4 separate regions of the Mus musculus genome follow, and regions 1, 2 and 3 are each linked to region 4. A link is a contact called in public promoter capture Hi-C data. All regions are on one chromosome and are shown on one strand. The core of a region is the stretch at or near the end of the contact, and the rest is flanking DNA. Distances in the headings are between cores, read along the strand shown. Region 1 holds the start of Ncoa1 (nuclear receptor coactivator 1). Region 2 holds the start of Itsn2 (intersectin 2). Region 3 holds the start of Mfsd2b (major facilitator superfamily domain containing 2B). Region 4 holds the start of 1110002L01Rik (RIKEN cDNA 1110002L01 gene).

What was found. Promoter capture Hi-C pulls out the DNA fragments that hold promoters and counts their contacts.
Region 1: a contact with region 4 is called in a promoter capture Hi-C map of liver, with 7 times the contacts expected there. The contact joins the promoter of Ncoa1 here to the promoter of 1110002L01Rik in region 4. A contact is called at or near these places in 2 of 39 promoter capture datasets (liver and pre-B cells).
Region 2: a contact with region 4 is called in a promoter capture Hi-C map of liver, with 3 times the contacts expected there. The contact joins the promoter of Itsn2 here to the promoter of 1110002L01Rik in region 4.
Region 3: a promoter capture Hi-C map of liver shows a contact between it and region 4, with 5 times the contacts expected there. The contact joins the promoter of Mfsd2b here to the promoter of 1110002L01Rik in region 4. A contact is called at or near these places in 2 of 39 promoter capture datasets (both in liver) and 1 of 115 datasets of contacts at active chromatin or transcription factors (embryonic stem cells).

What each region holds. Positions count from the first base shown.
Region 1 is chr12:4,475,669-4,478,840 of GRCm38.p6, forward strand. It overlaps Ncoa1 (nuclear receptor coactivator 1), which reads right to left and starts at 1,514. Exons shown (of 23, transcript NM_010881.2): 1 at 1,104-1,514.
Region 2 is chr12:4,590,968-4,594,262 of GRCm38.p6, forward strand. It overlaps Itsn2 (intersectin 2), which reads left to right and starts at 2,041. Exons shown (of 40, transcript NM_001198968.2): 1 at 2,041-2,265. It overlaps Gm3625 (predicted gene 3625), which reads right to left and starts at 2,764. Exons shown (of 1, transcript NR_169069.1): 1 at 1-2,764.
Region 3 is chr12:4,872,512-4,875,684 of GRCm38.p6, forward strand. It overlaps Mfsd2b (major facilitator superfamily domain containing 2B), which reads right to left and starts at 1,848. Exons shown (of 14, transcript NM_001033488.2): 1 at 1,760-1,848. The coding sequence starts at 1,825.
Region 4 is chr12:3,425,147-3,428,630 of GRCm38.p6, forward strand. 1110002L01Rik (RIKEN cDNA 1110002L01 gene) reads right to left here and starts at 1,601. Exons shown (of 3, transcript NR_030694.1): 1 at 1,355-1,601. It overlaps Asxl2 (additional sex combs like 2, transcriptional regulator), which reads left to right and starts at 1,711. Exons shown (of 13, transcript NM_001270988.1): 1 at 1,711-2,066. The coding sequence starts at 2,010.

The DNA of each region.
Region 1 (3,172 bases), core at 264-2,763, 1.1 Mb after region 4:
AAAAAAGAGAAGTCACCTTCTCCACAAGGACACCTGCCTCGCCTCTTCAGTGTCTCTATAAGGATAGAGGAGCCAGAAAGGCTAACGTACTCCCCAGCTTAAAGTTTCTCTCCCTACCAAACTCTTCAGCCACAGCACCTGGGCTTGTCCTTGTCACACACAGTCAATCCCTCCGTCTTCCTCTAACAACGTCACACTACAGGGTGTCTGGCCCATGGGAGTGACTGCTTTTTGTTTTGTTTTGTTTTGTTTTAATGTATATACAAATAAAATTAAACGAGCCACCGCAGAGGTGTGGTAAGGACCGAGGACCCCGGTGTCCAGTTTCTCCGAGTCTCTTCCAAGCGACTATGGAGAGCTCAAGTTCCATCACTGACCATTAACCAGCCCTACCTACAATCGTTGGACCAACGTGTGCTGCTTGTCTTTCTAGGTCCTTTCAGCAGAACCTTCCAAAGGGACCAAATTCCAGCCGCAAGAGGAAAATCTCCTTTATCCGCCCATTCCTACCTCCGAAATCCTGGTCCCAAAGGGAGAAAGGCAAGTGCAGCCAGGCTAGGCAAAGGGGCCGTCGAAAGCTGCACCCACAGAAAGGCATGCCTAGGTCGCCCCCATTTCGCTGTCCCAGTGAACAAGATTCAGAGAGGCTGACAGGCTGGCCAAGGTCACCGTGCTTGCTCGTCGGGGCCGAGGGGCGCCCGCGCCTACTTCCGGCTCCCCCTTTCGGCGGCGGCTCCGGGCGCCCGCTCCCCACCCGGCCCCGGGCCGCGCGCCCTCCGCGGATGCTCGCACTCCACTAACTAGGGCAACTGGAGTGCGCCGCAGGGACGGCGCTCTGCAGCGCGCCGCTCGCCCCGAGCAGCCCCCAGCTGGTGCCGTGACAGCTGCGACCTCCGCCCCCTGCAGCCGCGCCAGGCTAGCGAGGGAACTCGAGAAAAGTGGCAGCGGGAGATGGGTCCCAGAGCAAGCAAAGCCAGGACGGAGGGCGCCGGCTGCTCCCCGCCCCCTAGGGCCGCCGCGGCCGCGCGGCTCGTGACAGCTGCACCCACCGCGAGGCTCCCGCCGCCACCGCCGCCACCGCCGCCACCGCCGCCGCCACTCACCTGCCTCCGCCGCCGCCGCCTCTGGGCCGCGCTCCCCGGCGCCGCGCTCACTCGCGACTGTGGCGGCGCCGCCGCGGACTCCGCCGCTCCTCCGGCCCGGCGCCCGTCCCCGGGGCCCAGGCGGCCCGCCGCCGCCGCCGCCGCCTCGGCTCTCCGGCCCCCCTCCTCCGGAGCAGGAGTCCCCCCACTTCAGGGGGATGCAGAACCACCCCGGCACAAGCTGTGCTTGAGGGAACAGCAGCGAACTGCAGCCGAAGGGCTTGAGGCCGCGCTCCGACCGACGGACGACAGGACGAGGTGAATCGCGTCAGTCTCCCGCTCGCCCGGCCTGAAGAACAGGCATTTCAGCCGCTCTCCGCGGCCGCCATGTTCTCCTCCTCCACGGCTGCCGCCGCCGCCGCCGCCGCCGCTGCCGCCGCTGCCACCGCCGCCGCCGCCCCCCCGCTCGCGGCCCCGCCCCCGTGCCCCGCCCGCAGCGCCCCGCCCTCGAGCCCCGCCCCACCCACTCGCGGCTCCGCCCTCACCCCTGCCCCCTCCGCGGACAGGCCCAGAGCCCCGCTGCCCTCTGGCTCCGACGGCGCGCCCCGGGCAGCGCGACCCCTCCAGCCCCGCGCAGCGTGAAGCCGCCCCGCGCCCTCTGCCGGCCGCAGGCACGCCGGGGCCCGAAGTCTTAAGGAAGTGTGAGAAAGGAGGCCCGAACTCTTTCCGCACGGACCCTCCCCACGGGGCAGTTCTCTCTGCTGCCAGGAAGCCTCGAACCCCAGAGTGTCCCTTAGCGTCCCTGAGCGGGCTGTGGGACCTATGGCCTCTAGATGTTCTTTATAGTTTAGGGAAAGTTGGGGAGCAACCTGAAGGCCCTGGGGATCCCAGAGGAATCTGACCTGGGCCTGTTTCCACTCGCGAGTTGTTTTACTTTGAGTAAGAGACATCCCTCGGGCCTCGTTTTTGTTGTTGGTGTTGTGTTCTGTAAGATTTGAGAGGTGGTTTGCCTAGATGATTTCACAGACTATTAGACAACGGAAAAGAAAGATCATCTGCCCCCTTTCTTTTTGCAGATGAAAAGATCTGACTGACAGTGTCTGGCTCTACAATTGCATGAATTGACTAAAATGTCTGTCATTCACAGATCTTTTCCCTCTAGGGGGGACCCACATCTTTTTTTTTTTTAACCTCCTTTTTTTTCTTCTATAATGGAAATGCTACTTTCAAAAGTAGTGTTCCTTGTCACCGGAGGAATCAAGCAGCCACAGGACAGCTCCTTGAGCCTTGATCACTTTATCTGGAAAGCAGCTCTTATCCCAAGACCTGCAATGTACCACTCACTGTTCTCTCTGGCCGTGGAAGTGCTGTGCGGTCATCTTTGTTTCCCTGAGTTCTTGTCCTCATTTAGCTGACTTGTGATGCTGTTTTCTGCTGTTTCCCATCCTGCATTGGATGCCCCAAAGCAGCCTGTGAAAATCCTTAAGTCCTCCATGTCCCTTCCCTAAGTCAAACCTGACATCTCGCTGGCCCTCTCTGAGACAGCCTGTGACTTCTTTCACAAAGCAGGTACCTTCACCCTACTACTGCTGAGTGCCCTGTGCTGCCTTCATCTTCCTGTCTTGGTCATAGTTATAAAGCAGCCAGCAGACCATACTCAGCCTTCCTTTATGCAGTCATCCTTCCATCCCTGTGTTCATTCCGTTGATTCTTATCAAAGTCAGTACCCTAGTGCATTTGATTAGCTCCTGTCCTCACCTTCTTTACAGTACCACCTGCACAATCCACAGCCTTATTAATAGCTGAAGTGCTTGAAGGTCTCTATCTCTACTTAGTTTACTCCTGTGGAGTCTGTTTCCTGGTCTAATACCATCTACCCTGTGCAAAGTGCATTGTCCGGCCCTCTGGTGCTTACAAATGAGCCAAGTATAGGCAGTCCTCCTGTCTCTACTAGACTTCAGGAACTGCTGATGTGTAACTGTGGTGGGCACATCAACTTTATCTTGGTTTTTCTAACTGGATGTTTCTAGCCCCTCCTTTCTTACTCTCCCCTCTTCCTGTTTTGTGCCTCATTCTTTCTACCTGTTCTC
Region 2 (3,295 bases), core at 791-3,290, 1.2 Mb after region 4:
AAGGAGAGAAGAAGGGTTTTGCAAGCCTAAAAACAAAAATCAAAAACGACAAAAAGGACTGTTTTTGCATAAGTAGGGAAAGAAAGATCTAAAGGCAGCAAGAACATTTCTTGGGTTGCTTCTGTGTTTGCCAGCCTCCAAAATTCCATTTAGCTTGCTGAACAGAAAGAACTACTGTTAGCAAGGCCTGCCCAGCAATCTGAGAATCCTTCATTTCTTTTCTTCCCTCATTACTTATATCCACTAAGTAAGTCCAGATTTATTCCAGAATCGCATATGTATGTATAAGAGAAGCTAGGCTAGAGGAGGCCCTCATACTCTACATTGTGACAGGATAGATTGATCTCAAGTTCTGAATAGAAACTGGAATTATCAGCACTTGGGAGACAAAGGCAGGCAGATCACTGTGACTCTGAGGCCAGCCTGGTCTACAAAGAGAGTTCTAAGACAGCCAAGGCTATACAGAGAGACCATCCCCCCCCCCCAAAAAAAAACCCTAAAACCAAACAAAAAAAATCCCAAGTTGTTGACTTAGTGTTTGGGATACTGCAGGCAGACATACAGAACTCCAATTTCTGATAGCTCTGCAGTTTCTTCAAGGGAGGCCTTTAAATGCACCTGCGTCCCACCGCCCTCCTCTCAAGGATCCAGCAACCTCAACAGAAAGAAGGCAAGGTGAATGTTACCAAGTCCCGAACACCAAAATGCAAGCCAAGGGCTAATTGAAGAGTTAAGAAAACACCGTGAGAGCAAGAAAACCCTGTTTATCACCATCAATGTTTGCTAAATTCCTCCTAAGAGTTGGTTGTCCAGTTCAGTTGGCCCTGAGCATCTCCGCAATCTCTTTCAAGTCAGACTTTCTATCTGCATCAGCCCCAACAGGGGTCAGTGAAGCCTGGGGTCATCTGATCTACACATATCTCTCACATTTCAATTGAAATCATAGGGATACTAATGTTTGAAAACATCCATTTATTTATGGGATTTTTAAAAAACAATTTTTATATAGCCTAGACTGACCTCAAATTCACAATCCTTCTCAGCAGTCAGACTGATGCGACTCGTTCTCTGTGTGCAGGGGTTACAGGCACGCACCAGTTTACGTTATGAGTTTTGCATCTCAGTACACTTCCTTCCATGGAAACCTTACACTCCCATTTTGCCCATTAGGGACCATCATTTCCTCATCCTCAACCTTAAGAAAGCTTTTTTTTTGTCCAGGGGGTGCTGTTGCCTCTGTCAAACAGCAGATAAAGAATGGTGATTTGAGTGAGGAAACCACAGAATAGAAATAAGTTCTAAGTATGAGTTTCTCCTATTAGATGGGTAAGGATGTTTAGCTTCTGCAAGCAGAAAAGTCCGGGACGGTCTTCCTGTCTGTCATGAGCTTGCTCTTGTGTGTGAACAGAGGGATGCTTTTTCTCAGTCTCTGTCTCTGTCTCTGTCTCTGTGTCTCTGTCTCTCTCTCTTTCTCTCTCTCTCTCTCTCTCTCTGTGTGTGTGTGTGTGTGTGTGATGGTGAATGGACAGCTAACTCTTGGGTGTGGTAAAATCCTTTAAGGAGAGTCCTTGAGAAGGATCTGCAGCAAAGGTGGAGGCAACTCCTTTGCACCTCTAACTTCCCCATTCTCAGGAAAGGCTTGCTCACATGTTAACGAAGAGACCTTCAGTGAATAAGAAGGTTCCAGCTTGAGAGACAGCAAGCTCCATGTGTGGTCCAACGGGGATGTCCTGGACATCTCTTGGCCCTTTCCAAAACCTTAGGGTCCTGTGGCAGGAAATGTCCCACCCAGTCCCCGGCAAGTCACCTCGAAGAGGAGGAGCCAGGTGGGGGGTCTTGGCAGCTCCTGGAAGGGCTGTCAGCCGCGGAGCTTCGGGACCTGGCGGGAGGAGAAGCATTTCGGCCCACGCCTTCCACGGTTCCGGGGGCGAGGAGGAGCGCCACGCAGTGTCACGCTCCCCACGGTGAGGAGTAGGTGTCCCGCGGCTAGGCGGGCGGGCCGTCACTGCCCGCCCGTCGCTCGCCTCCCCGCCCCCCGGCTTCCTGCGGAGGCCGCGGCCGCCATGTTGTTGTGGGGCTGAGGCGGCGCCGGCTGAGAGCCCAGCAGCCGTGACAGGCTGCGCAACAGGTTCGCTGCGGCCGGCCTGACGACTGACCCGGCGGCGGCGGCCGCGGCACGGCAGGGTCTTCCCGGAGCTTGGCCGCGCCCACGCGCCGGTGTCGAGGAGCGCGCGGGGTCGCGCCGGGACGTGCGCGAGGCGCCAGGTGGGTGAAGCCGCCCGTCGGCGCGGCCGAGGGGCGCGGGGCAGGTGCGGCCGCCGCCGCCCCCGGGGTTCCACGGGCCGGGCAGAGGGGGCTGCGCGCCGCGCACCGCCGGGTTCAGTCCTCGGAAGCGCGTGCGGCCCCCGCCCTAGGCCCCGGCCGAGGACGGCCGTGCCGGGCGGAAACCTCCGGCCCCGGGGTTCCTGCCTCCGCCGCGGGGCGGGCGGGCCGCTCCTCTCAGAGGCCGGGAAGCCCGGGCCCCTTGCCGCGGCCTCGCTTGGCAGGTGACGGCCTCCGCCTATCGCTGGTGGCGACCGGGTTCCGGGCTTTCCTTAGGGGCATCTGGGCTGGGTGCGCGTTGCCTTGGGGACCTATTTTATTTTGGCTTAGTTGACTTTTCTTTTCTTTCTTTCTTCCTTTCTTTTCTTTTTCCTCCTTGGTCAGGGTTGCTGCAGAGTGTCAGGTGAGCCGCATCCCGGTGCGTCAAAGTAGCCGGAGTCACGAGAGGACAGTGGGCGGATGCTTGGCGTCCACTGCTCGCGTTATAACAGCTAAAGTTGAGAACTGTTAAGCGCTGACTTCTGCATTATGCATTTCTAGGGTATATATAGGAAGCACAGCGAGGAGTCTCTGTAGCCAAAGTTCACTGCTTATTTAAGGGAGAAGAGGCACCTACAAGTGCATAGTGAGTAGGTAAACCGAGGCTGCAAGTTTCATTCTGCTGAAAGACACTGTTTGCAGGTATTGGTCATGCTCTGTGTTATTCAGTGATTGTCCGTGGCAAATACACTCATTTGAAACTTGCATTCATAACGAACAGGAACATTTTGGATAGACCCAGCTACTTTACAATAGGAATTCAAGTTGACACAGAAATTACTGCCGTACTCCGTGCTTCTTGTCTGTTTCACGGCGTTTCCTACTTCCTCAGGGGACGCAAGGTGTCACTTGGAATTTTGTGTTGTTAGCTTAGTTTAGGTAGTACAGACTGGAGGCCAAACTAGGTGCTTAAGCCTTTGAGAAATTGCTAACT
Region 3 (3,173 bases), core at 598-3,097, 1.4 Mb after region 4:
CTTTGACTATAAAGCAGACCATGGCTGTTCTCTGCTTAAAACCCACAACTTGCCTTTCTTGTCTAGCGAATGCCCAAGTCCTCAAGACAGCCTGCAGGAGCCCACTCCACGTCTATTCTGCCTCTCCTTTCAATAGCTTTTTTTTTTTTTGTTGTTGGTGGGAGTTTCTTATTGTTCAAACCCCTTGAGACCATTGCTTTTTTTTCTCTGGAAAGTATGTCTGTGTCTTTTAAGAGCTGACTGCTCACCATTCGGGTATGAGTTTAGAGGCATTCCTGACACCCCAGGTTGCCCAGCTGGCTGGTATACTCTCGATTACTTCCCACCCCTCCCCAGCGCTATGTAAGTAAGCCCTTTCACTCACTGTGGAGCCTCTAGTTCCCAAGCGGACAGTAGGTGCTCAATGTTTCTAAGCAGTGAATGGCTATGAGGATGCTGTAAAGTAATCTTCAACTAAGGCTAGGAATCATTTTATTTTTTTCATCCTTTGGGGGCAGAGTGGGGTGGGAGGGAGTGTGGACTTCGTCCATTTCAGTATCTTGTAGACACCACCACAGGCAGGCTGTGAGGAAGGGAAAGGTCTTCCTAGATAAGGCATATCACAAACTTCACACATTTCCTACCCTAGGAGAAAAACCACACTCAAGGCTGGATGTATTCTTCTTCTGACATCTGTGTGGACATCATTGCAACTGCCAGAAAAACTTTACAGGCAGAATCCAGTGTGAGCGGATTCCCATCCTTTAATGAGTCTCTTGTTTACCCTAAATGGGCCTGTGGAGGTTTGAGATAATAGAAAGGCCGTTACAACAAACTCCAGCTGAAACTGACATGAGACAGACTCACACACTGAGTGATGCTGGGTCTCCTTACCCCATCAGCCCCATAGAGTCCATGGAATCTACACTACACTACATGGAGCGAACAAACTGGCTGTGTGACCTGCGGAACTTGTTGCTTGATAAGCAAAATGAAGACATGCACCTCATAGCATTATTAACGTAGTCAAACACTGCTGCTTCATGGCAGTCTTAGGTTTCTTTTCCTTTTTCCATTAATATCACATATCACCTCAGTTCTCTAAATTCTGGGAGAGGTGAGGTCCCACCCCACCCCCAGTACCATCTTACCATCTGAGATCTGCAGCCACCGGGCCATGTCTCTTACTCATCCACTTTTCCTAACTGTTAAGGCGATAGCTCTAATTATATTTCCCAGAACATCAAGAAATCTTCCTGCCTTAGCCTCCCCAGTCAGGTACTGAGACTACAGGCACACCTAGGCACGGGGTCTCCCAACTGAGGGCCACTTTTTGCCACGAAGAGAACGCAGAGGGTCTAAGGACCTTGGGTTCCCATCTCCCCTCTACCCAAATCTCTCAAGCCCCTGCCTGGGCATCCGGAGAATCCTCTAAGGAGAACTTGGTACCTGGCGAGCACCACAATTTCGGAGGGAGGCTAAGTCAACCGGAGCTACCAGGAGTTTGGGGAAAGGAGGCAGCTCCCTTCGCTGGGCTAAGAAGCCTCCAGGAGGATCTGCAGTCAGGACACTGGAGATCTGGTCCTTCCAGCCTGCCTACTTGAATAAAGCTGTGTTACTTCACACTAGGACTTGGGATGCCTTCCTATTTTCTCTGGGGTGTCCCAGTGGCGCCAAACCACACACTACCCAACAACTGGACAAAGTGCTGTGGTAGGTTCTTCCCTGCTCTTGGGAGCGCTGAGTAGCCCGGCTTCCCTCTTCCCACCCTGACGCTCACCGAGCCTGGCTCCTGGGTGTGAGGCTCTGCGACAGGAGCGGGGGTGGGTCCATGGGGCACCGACATCCCGTGGCTGTTAAGCTCCGACTGCTGCCGCAGCGCAGTCACTATCGGGAGGGTGGATCTGGCCAAGTGGGCGTGGTCCCATTGTGCAGGCAGCCCGCCCTCCGGGAGCTCTAGTAGCCGCGTGCCACCTGAGGCAGCAGTGTGGGGATACCCAGGACCTCGAAGCTTCGGGTCCTCCTCTCCAAGGAGGAACTCCAATCTCCATACACCTGGGAAAAAGCGGTCAAGTCCTCAGGGACGATCTTGTTTGTTTCTTGGCAGACATGTTGTAGACAGAAACCCTCAGCTAACCCCGCCTTGGGTGAAAGCCAGCAAATAAACCTATTTAAATAAAGCACTTCACTTGTCCAGATTAAAACTGTGGCTGAGTGGACTCAGCCCGAACTACACATTTCCCAGGCTTTTCCTATAGGGGACTTGCAACTACAGCTGTGCCACCAAGTCCTGGAGGGTGAATGAAGTGTGGTGGGTGTGATAGCTCACCCAGGACATACTTTCAAAAGGCAAAAGACCACACTGTATAAACACCTAACAAGAAAATAGTGTGACTATCCTTCCTTGTATTATCAGACTACTGAAACAATGGGTCCCAGAAATTAGTCGACCCCTACCCCCAAGGGGGGAAAAAAACCCAAAACCCAAAAAATTCCTCCTAGGAGTAAAGGGGCTGGGCAGCCAACTTTTTTTTTTTTTTTTTCCAAGACAGGGTTTCTCTGTGTAGCCTTGGCTGTCCTGGAACTCACTTTGTAGACCAGGCTGGCCTCGAACTCAGAAATCCCCCTGCCCCTGCCTCCTAAGTGCTAGGATTAAAGGCGTGCGTCACCACGCCCGGCTAGGGCCAGCCAACTTAAGAGAAAGATTTCCAATGTGTCAACTTTGATGTGCTGCGGCGTTACATTCTCTTGGAGATGGACTTCGGAGGCCACTGGATCTTTGGATTCCTCTCCTCGGTGTGCTTGGTATGGTCTGCTCACCCCACCCCACCCCCAAAATAGCTTTAGCCATTTTGTTTCATACCTGTCAATCACCAACACAGAGAAGTGACTTGGCTCAAGGCCATGCTAACCACATACCCTGTTTTGTGTTTTGTTCTGTATATTTTGAATGTTCTATATGAGGTTTGCTGATCTTAAGAGATTAAAAAATAAAAAGGAAAGAGAGAAAAGAAAAAGAAATTCCACAAAGCATTACATGGCCATCAAAGTTCAATATTAACTGTTATATCTGAAATAGCTAGAGTCAGAGCTGACCATGAGGCAGCCCTTCCTGCACCTCCCTATGAGCTCATACATACATATGTGAGCACTGCATGTACGTATGTGGTTTTTGTTGCTGCTACTAATAAACC
Region 4 (3,484 bases), core at 351-2,850:
ACACACACACTGTTGATGGTTCTTTTTTGAGACAGTGTCTGAAGGACAGCCTGGAACTTGCTCTGTAGCAGACCTTATGGATAACCCAAGCTTCTAATCTTCTTAGTGCTTAGATGACAAGGATGCACCATGACACAGAAAATATTTTGACAGAGAAAATATTGCCAATAGTAAGGAGTTCTATGAACTGCTGAAACCCATCTAGGGAGCGCCTACATTCTAGACAACAGGTTATCACTAGAGATGTGCCTTCATGGTGAAGGCCTGCAATCCCCGGTACTATGGAGGCTGAATAATTTGGATTGCAAGGTCAAAACTTGCCGAAGCTGGGGGCTGGAAAGATGGCTCAGCGGTTAAAAGCACAGACTGCTCTTCCAGAGGTCCTGAGTTCAATTCCCAGCAACCACATGGTGACTCACAACCATCTGTAATGAGATCTGATGCCCTCTTCTGGTGTGCATGAAGATAGAAATCCGTGTACACTTGCCTAAGCTACAGAACGAATTCAAGAACAGTCTGGATAATTTAGGGGGACGCTGCCTATGTAAAAACAACAGAATGGCTGGAGTACAGCTGAGTGGTAGAAGGCTTATGCTAGCCTGCAGGCTCAATCCCCAGTACCCATGGGAGGCGGAGAGCTTGCATTGAGCCACATCCCTAGCCGCTGTGCATTCTCCTCTATGTTGTTTACAAGAACAGATAATCAGAGATAAAATGTTCTGGATATTCAGGAGGGTGTTACTGACATTATGAAGAGTGAATAGTTTCTTGACTAGACATAGCTGAACCATTCAACAAATATTTAACGGATTCCTGATACATATAGGCTCTGTGCCAAGGGAGATAAAACATACTTCTTTGATGATACCAATCACATGTAAAAACACAATGCGATTTCTAAACTCCTTTTTAAAAAATATTTATTTTATGTATGAGTACACTGTAGCTGTCTTCACTGTAGCTGACACACCGGAAGAGGGCATCGGATCCCATGGTTGTGAGCCACCATGTGGTTGCTGAGAATTAAACTCAGAACCTCCGGAATAGTCAGTGCACTTATCCTCTGAGCCATAAACGTGGTTTCTGTTGGCCTAAAAAAGGTCTATTTACTTTGCGAGACAAGGCTTGGTAGCTAACAACTTAGTTTTTGGTATATTCACATCCTATACTAGAGAGTTGGTAAATCAATCTAACCTGTCTCATCTATTAATCAGATTAATAATAGACAAGAACTGCACGCGGTACGTCTTCAAAAAGATAAGCTTTGTAAAAAATGAACTTGAGGACAAGACGATGCATGCCTGTAATTACCAGTAATGGGAGACAGAAGTTCGGAGTTTAAGGTCCGCCTTACCTGAGCCTGTACCACAACAAAATAAAACATGCTGATTAAAACGGTAGTTGGCAAGATCACTTGATCGTCGGGCTCTTTAAGTTTCCAGAGCCACTCCTCAACACACGCTGCACGTAACCGCGCAATCAGCCTTTCCCGAAAGGAGCAGATTCTGTTTCCGCCAGAAGATCTTCCCGGCGGGTGTGACCGCCAGACATCCGACCCACAGACCATGGGCCGCCCTCCGTCGTGCGCAAGGGCTCGATGCGGAGACACCGGAAGTGCAGGGGCGTGGCTAACTGCTGCAGCCTGCCGGTCCGACGCCGAGGCTGGGGGCGCGCGCAAGTGCGCGCTCGTTCGCGCGGCCTGCAGCGTACAGTAGTGACGGCCGCGCGGCAGGGGTCACGTGACCACAGAAGCTGCTTGTACAGTAAGAACCCAATATGGCAGCGGCGGTAGCAGTGGCAGCGGCAGCAGGACCGGCCACCCCGTAGAGCCCCCTACCCCCGCCACTGCGCGCCTCCGCGGCCGCTTGCTCGCTGAGTTGCTTCTCGGGTCCGACTTCCCCTTTCTCCCACCTTTCCTGGCACCGCGGGAAAAGCAGTGCAGGGCGCAGCAGGCGAGGGAACGCAGCCGGAGCCGGGGCACGGAAGCCTCCCAGTCAGTCAGAACCGACATGAGGGAAAAGGGCCGTAGGAAGAAGGGCAGGACCTGGGCGGAGGCCGCCAAGACGGTAAGGAGGAGGGAGCAGAGAGAAAGGCTGGCAGGAGTTCGTTTTCTCGCCGGCCACCCGTCGCAAGGCAAGGGAGGTCACTTGGCCCCGCGACCGGGTTGAGGATCAGGAAAGCGCGCGCAGAGAGCGGCAGTTACGGGCGCGTTGGAGAGCCGTGAGGAGACCGAGGCGTCGGCGCGAGGAATCCGTCGCGCGACTGCGACTTCTCGCGGTGGCTACGACTGGACCTCCTCGGTGTTGTGAGGTTGCCTTTCGGGGTCATGTCGCTGTCGCCCCTACACTGTTACCCCTTGTCTCGGCCCTGTGTGTTGTGCTTGCCCAGTAACCGGTTCTTCTCCCTTGTGCGCCTCGGAGAGCCCCGATTGGATGCAGACAGGAGGCGGTTTGTGCGTGCTTCCAGCCCCGGAAAGGAGAGGGGAGCGCTTGAGCTCGGTGGCGTTCTCCTGTCGAGGCAGAGGTGCTGCCAGACCGGGGCCCCCGCTTATCTTGCTCCGGGAGCCAATGTGAGGTCACGAGGCTTTTGTGTTTGCTGTGAGAGCTGAAAGTGCAGGAGGTGTTTAGAAACGAAGTAACAGGTGGGACTCAGAATTTTTTTTTCTGTTTCCGTAGAGACCTACTCTGAGTAAGGCTGCAATGCATGGTGGGACGTGTAGTTTATTGGCTTTCTTTTTCTCCTTTCCTTTTTCCTTTCCTTTCCTTTCCTTTCCTTTTCTCTCCTCCCCTCCCCTCCTCTTTTCTTTTCTTTTCTTTTCTTTTCTTTTCTTTTCTTTTCTTTTCTTTTCTTTTCTTTTCTTTTCATTTCTTTTCTTCTTTTTTAAGTTAAAGTGAAAGTGGACCGGACCAATGAAGTTGTGATTAGTGCCCCTCACTCCAATTTTGTTATATGGAATTTAAAAGTCATTTAGCAATGAGTATTTGTGAGAAACATTGTTTTGAAAAATTTAAAACGTGTATTTACGAAGAAAAGAAACCTTAAGGAGAAATTGAAGTTTCATCAAGCATTAGTAGCATTTCAACCTCTTTAATAGTGGACAACATAGTGGGTTCTAATAACTGAACCTTTATGAATTATACGTTTTATTTTCTCTTTAAAAAGATGTGTGTGGGGGCTGGAGAGATGGCTCAGTGGTTAAGAGCATTGACTGCTCTTCCAGAGGTCTTGAGTTCAATTCCCAGCAACCACATGGTGGCTCACAACCATCTGTAATGGGATCGGATGCCCTCTTCTGGTGTGTCTGAAGATAGCAACAGTGTATTTGCATACATTAAATTAATTAATTTTAAAAAGGTGTGTATGTGTATGTGTATGTATGTATGGAGTGTGTACGTGGCTATGGAGCACGCATGTAGAGGTGATAGGACAACTTGTAGGAGTTGATGTAGGTTCTTAGGATCGAACTCAGGTTATCAGGCTTGCT